Regions from separate parts of the Mus musculus genome. Here region 2 is linked to region 1. The links are chromatin contacts, called in public HiChIP or PLAC-seq maps. All regions are on one chromosome and are shown on one strand. Each heading gives the region's core, a stretch centred on a gene start, on an enhancer-like site or on the middle of the called end of the contact. The rest is flanking DNA. Distances are from core to core; before and after follow the strand shown. Region 1 has its middle 50 kb from the start of 5430403N17Rik. Region 2 overlaps Prag1 (PEAK1 related kinase activating pseudokinase 1).

What was found. HiChIP or PLAC-seq counts read pairs in DNA pulled down with a chosen protein or histone mark.
Region 2: an H3K27ac HiChIP or PLAC-seq map of neural progenitor cells shows a contact between it and region 1, with 4 times the contacts expected there. The contact joins two enhancer-like sites. A contact is called at or near these places in 1 of 484 Hi-C or Micro-C datasets (nephron progenitors), 12 of 115 datasets of contacts at active chromatin or transcription factors (astrocytes, embryonic basal ganglia, embryonic stem cells and 4 more) and 1 of 9 other capture datasets (embryonic stem cells).

The regions. Positions count from the first base shown.
Region 1 is chr8:35,931,984-35,934,683 of GRCm38.p6, reverse strand. No RefSeq gene overlaps it. Among named protein-coding and RNA genes, the nearest start is that of 5430403N17Rik, 50 kb to the right of the region's middle. Within about 2 kb of position 1,298, at least 62 of the 459 cell types and tissues checked have an H3K27ac peak or open chromatin away from gene starts, as enhancers often do. A contact at or near this core is called in neural progenitor cells and stem cell-derived neural progenitor cells, where this site is marked.
Region 2 is chr8:36,141,637-36,144,336 of GRCm38.p6, reverse strand. The region is part of intron 5 of Prag1 (PEAK1 related kinase activating pseudokinase 1); the gene reads right to left. Among named protein-coding and RNA genes, the nearest start is that of Gm38414, 13 kb to the left of the region's middle. Within about 2 kb of position 1,341, at least 44 of the 459 cell types and tissues checked have an H3K27ac peak or open chromatin away from gene starts, as enhancers often do. A contact at or near this core is called in neural progenitor cells and stem cell-derived neural progenitor cells, where this site is marked.

The DNA of each region.
Region 1 (2,700 bases), core at 49-2,548:
TTTGGAGGTGTCAGCCCGTGGCTAGATCCACTGCTGCTAGGAGCTAGAACATCACCCTGGGAACACGGTACAGCAAATCTTATTCTATAGCCAGCAGGAAGCAGAGAGTGAAGAACAGTGTGGGCGGGCATAAGATCGATCCTTCAGTGGAATTCTTCCAGTGACTGTTATCCTCCAATTCCTAGCTTCTACCACCTCCCAATAATGGGATCAAACTGTGAGTCCATCAGTGGACTGATTAAGACAGGAACCCCATGGTCCAAACACATCTCCAAAGCTCCATCTCTAAGCTTTGCACTGAGACCAAATGTTCAACCCACAATGCAATTGGGGGGACACCTCATATTTAGACAACAGCGCAGCATCCAGCCCCGTCCCTTGTATAGAAAAGAAGTTTAACCATACATATTTACTGTGTCGTAATACGCTGGCCAAAAAGCTTACTATTCTATCTATTCACTAAGAAATTCCCAATGCACGTTCCTGGGTCCTGCTTCAGAAAGCCCCACCTCTTGCTATTGATCACCTCTGAAAAGCTCATTTCCATGTATTTTCTCCCCCATTGTATTTTTTTTAAAGAAAACCCTTTTTCTGACAGTAAGCCTTTTTCTTATTTAATGTGTGGTCACAATCGTCGACAAGAGGGGAACAGATGGCTGAGTTGGAAAGGAGACGATTCCAGGCTGTCTGAGGTTTAACAACACTAATGAAAGGAAATTTACCAAAGACATAGAAAGGCACGGGCGTTTGAGATGTTTTAAAGCCCAGCCCACTGCGCCTGGCAGCTCCTCTCCCCTGGCTCTCCCCCACCCTTTGCCCCTCAGAAGAACGTGAGGTTGCCAAGCTGAATCTGATGTAGCACAGTACTGTGGCTCTCCTAAGCACAGGCACAGGACTGGCTGGCTGGGATGCCATTGTCTTTCAGCAAATTATCTTGGCATGGTTCAGCTGCCCAGGCTGTGCCTGGCTACACCTGGCTGTGGTCCCAGATCCCCTGATGTGACAGCTAAGCAGATAATGTAATGCAGCATGGGGGGGTGCTTTATTCCATTGTGGGGGCAATTCTACTTCTGAGAGGCTATTTCATAATTCTTACACCTGCTCCATTCTGTTAGCATACGCCTCTCAGCCCCCTGCCTCTTCTCTCTCTCTGATTTTCTTTGAATAGAAAGCTTACAAAATGGCCCCATCTGTTTCTATCAGTCTTTGTCCTCTAAGGAAACCTGGCATTACATTAACCACGAGGACATTCGTCCGTTGGTCACCTCCTGGCACAGGGCAGTCAACTGCATCCCCCTAATGAAATGCTGGTGTGCTTTGACAAGGTCATACTGTATTGCTGGCTGGCCACAAGCACAAGCCAGTTCTCCTGTCTAGGCCTCCCAATGCCGGGATTACAGATTTGCACCATTGTGGCCAGTTTGGGCTCCTGTTTTCTTATGTTCTGGAGAGAAAAGGCTGTGAAACAGATGAGAATCCTCAGAGAACATGAGGCGGCAGGTGTGCATGGGGCCTGGATTACCTGAAGATCTACAGAAAACCTGAAGAAAGACTGAGAGGGTCTGTAGCTACCAGTCTCACCAACCTCATTTGACTTTCCAATATTAATTGCTATAGTGGGGAGACCTGAGGACCCGGCACCGGACTTAATTTAGATTTATGCAGACACAGCCTAGGTTTTTCAATGGGAGCAACCAACACTGATTATCTTACTATCATGATAATCCTGAAGTGGGAGGAAGAGGTTGACACAGGTGGGCATGGTCTGAAGATGGTTAGACTAGCGTCTGAGGGAGAAGTTGGGCATGCATAGAAGACATTTACTTCACCTTCGAGAAGAGACCGAAGGTAGACTAGACACTGAGCCAATCAGCAGAGAAAGGGGTGTCAGAAGAAACAGGGCATGGTCCAAGAAAGACAGATAAATACTAAACCAGCGTTATCAAAGATGCACAACCATTATCCAGTAGGTTGCTGGGCAGCACCCGTAGGCCAATGGAAAGATAGCTAGATAGGCTACATCGTAGAAAGAAAGACTTCCTGTACCAAATGAATGGACTGTGGCTAAAGTGGGTAGGGATAGGGAGCTGATCCTGGTGTGAGAGCTGTAAGCAAAGAGTGACAGGTGACAGGGTCAAGCTATCTCGTCAGAAACTTCTCTCTCTCTCTCTCTCTCTCTCTCTCTCTCTCTCTCTCTCTCTCTCTCTCTCTCTCCTTGATGTTTCTTGAATGCACCTGCAAACCAGCAACTTGGAATTGGTGATTGTCACACCTCAACCTCCTAAGACATGGGGTCGGTTCTAAGTGTCTGTGCCTCTGTGAGTGTTATCTTCTCAACGAGAGGTATATTCTAGCCCTCATGTTCGAAATCATAGTCTCTGCCAACATCCATGATTTGAGATCGATAATTGTCCATGACCATCAACCTGATCAAATTGATACATGCCTAGGAGATGAGGGAAATCCACCTCTGGTTGTGTCTGTGAGGGTGTTTCCAGAGATGATTGGATCCTGAGGACTCTGACTTAGAGGACCAATAACTGTTTAGATGGATTTATAATAAGATGGCACTATTGGAAGGTAGGGAAATTAGGAGACAACATTTAGCTGAAGGAAGCAGGTCACTGGGGCCATACCCTTAGCTAAATCTTGCCTAAACCCTATTCTCTGCTTCCTGGTCACTATTGTGTATACTATTTG
Region 2 (2,700 bases), core at 92-2,591, 210 kb before region 1:
GGAAAATCGTGGGGATGCTTGGAACACTTTGAAATGAAAGAAAAATCGTGGGGATGCGCCCTCACAAAAGCCTTGCCTATAAATACTCATGTGCAGACTAGTCAGTGCCTGTCAAGGCCTCAGTAGACAAGTGGAGGATTGTTGCTGGGATCTCTTTATTCATACACACATACACACACACACACACACACACACACACACACACACACACACACACACTGGAGACTCGCATGTGTGGGGCACCGTGTTGCTTATGGGACTTTCACGAAATTAGCTCCTTAAATCCCACAGAGCTCAAAGCAGTAGATGGTTTAAGAGGGGAAACTGAGGCCTTATAATCTGAAACTAGTTACCGGACCAGTAACCTGAGAAGAGTTCTTTAAGTCAAATGTATAGGCTGTGGGAAAGAGCAGACCAGTTTTAAATATCAACTCGGCAACCTTTGACAAGTTACGGGAGATTCTTATCTGAAGTGTCTATACGGGAGCTTCAAATATGGAACTAGCATATATGGGACCAGGCTCCAGTGACGACAGGGCAAGGTTTCTGTGTTCCTGCTCTTTCAGTAACTGATGTCTGTGTGACTTTGCCTTGTCCTCACTCTGCTTATAGAGCCGTATTTAATCTACATTGCTGACACTGAACTCAGAGCTAACATACGATAACCTGTATTTTCTATGCAAGGCTCACTCTGGCTCCCAGCTTATGAACACTAACAGTCCTTGAGCACACTACACTTGTGAATGGAGGGGGTTAAACACCAAGCTCACAGACAACACCCACAATGAAAAGCACAAAATCTGAGAGAGAGAGGCTCTGCATATACTAAATAGAATAATAATTAATAATAATGATAATTGGTTTGAGCAGAAAGCATACACAGAGCATGTCCTGATTCCCCATCAGCTGGAATCACACACCAGGCCATCTCCAGGTTTTCTTGCCCTGCGCATGTCCACAAAGGATGGGAAAGCGTTCTGAGTATTGATTTGTGGGTTACAAATGCCTGTCAGTGGGCAGATTATGTTACAAATATGGAAGCCATAATGCTGATGGCCAGTGGCCTGCATCTTTTGCTCTGTTTTCTCTGTGCTCTGACTGGGGCTATGGTGGCTCCCAGGACTTAGCTTAAACGTGGCAGGTATGGCTTTGGGCTTGGCCCATGGTGAGTCTGCAATGACAAGGTTGCTATGGTGACTATTTTTGCCATGTAGCCATTTGGTGGCGGTGCACAGCTATCCAGAACTGGTTTGCAAGTTCTCTACAACCTCTGAGTCTGGGCCAGGCCCTGGCAGGGCCTGGGAAGGGTTTCCATGGTTGTCTTTTCTTCTAGCTATGAAAGGCTCCAGGCCCAACAAACACAGGAGCCCAGAGCCCCAACGGAGCCACTGACACTTTGCACAGAGCTGCAAATGAAGGAGCTGGGTAAATAGTAACTGAGCTGGATGTATTACAAAACCAGTGAGCTGGGCCTTCAGAAAGACCCCAAGGCACTGTCACCCCCTCCACTGAAGAGCGTTGGCCCAGGAACAGCCACCCAGCCCCCTCCCAAGCCTGGGTGGGGCATTAAGATCCTTCTCCAGTTTAGATGCAGAATGAGGAATGCAGACAAGGATCTCCATCTCTATCTCCCTCCGCAGTTACCCATCTCAATTGCAGGGGACCCTGCCCTTGGTTTGAGCTCCAGAACTTTCCAAAGACTTTGGGCTTGGCTGAAATTTCAGACTTTGTGCCAACTTCTGTCTTGTCTTAAGCTTCAAGAGTCCAGTTGATGCGTGAATAAGGAGAAAGGCCCAGAAGCTCAGACAGCACAGGTCCCATAACTATGAACTGCGGCCCTACATGGCTGAAAGTCAGCTTCTAAACCCACAAGAACTAATGATTTCTCTCTGTTTCTGCCACGTACTCGTGGAGCTGGTGTATAAGAGCCAGTTTGTGCCTGGATATTGTAGGTCAGTGAGTCTGTGACGGGAGGTCCCAGAGCCAGGCACAAGCAGGTGCAGATCTGCTATTGTACGCTGGGACTCAGAAGCAACACTGCATTTGATTTCAGTGTCGGGTCTCTGCTTAACATGCATAGCCGAACAGAGCCCAGGGACACACAGGCGGCTGGGAAGGCGCCCAGCTCCCCCTCCTGTGGGCTCTCAGATGACTGTATTCCGTCTAGACTGCACCGCTAATGAAGTAGAGCAGCTGCACGTGCCGAGTGAGGCTCACAGCTCCTCCATCTCTCCCCATCGCCAGACCAGGCACATTTACAAAGCAATAACGCCTTTTCTAATTACAGTATCGCTTCATGAGTATTTGATGCTGTTCTCCAAACGTCGTTTTTTTCCCCCTATGATTCAGTGGAATGTGGCTTCTCCAGGAAAGTCAACTAGGCATCCTCTGGGACCCTCTTTATTGGAGACGAAAGCTTATTTTCAAGTTTTTCTCCTGGTGGAAACTCCTAATGTAATAAGGAGTAGTGTTTGCTTCTATCATCTTCTGGGAAAGCCTAACTATGTGTTGTGTATTGGGGAAAATTGGCTCTAGATTCCAAGCTACTGGACACAATAACTAATAGATACGTAAAGAGTCTCTGCTCAAGGTTTGAACCCAGAGCTGGGCCCTCCTCTTGGTTCTTACCACGTAATCCCGTCACTTTCTTTGGATTAAGTTCCTTCAAGATTGCCTGAGACCTCCAGGTTTAGCACCAGG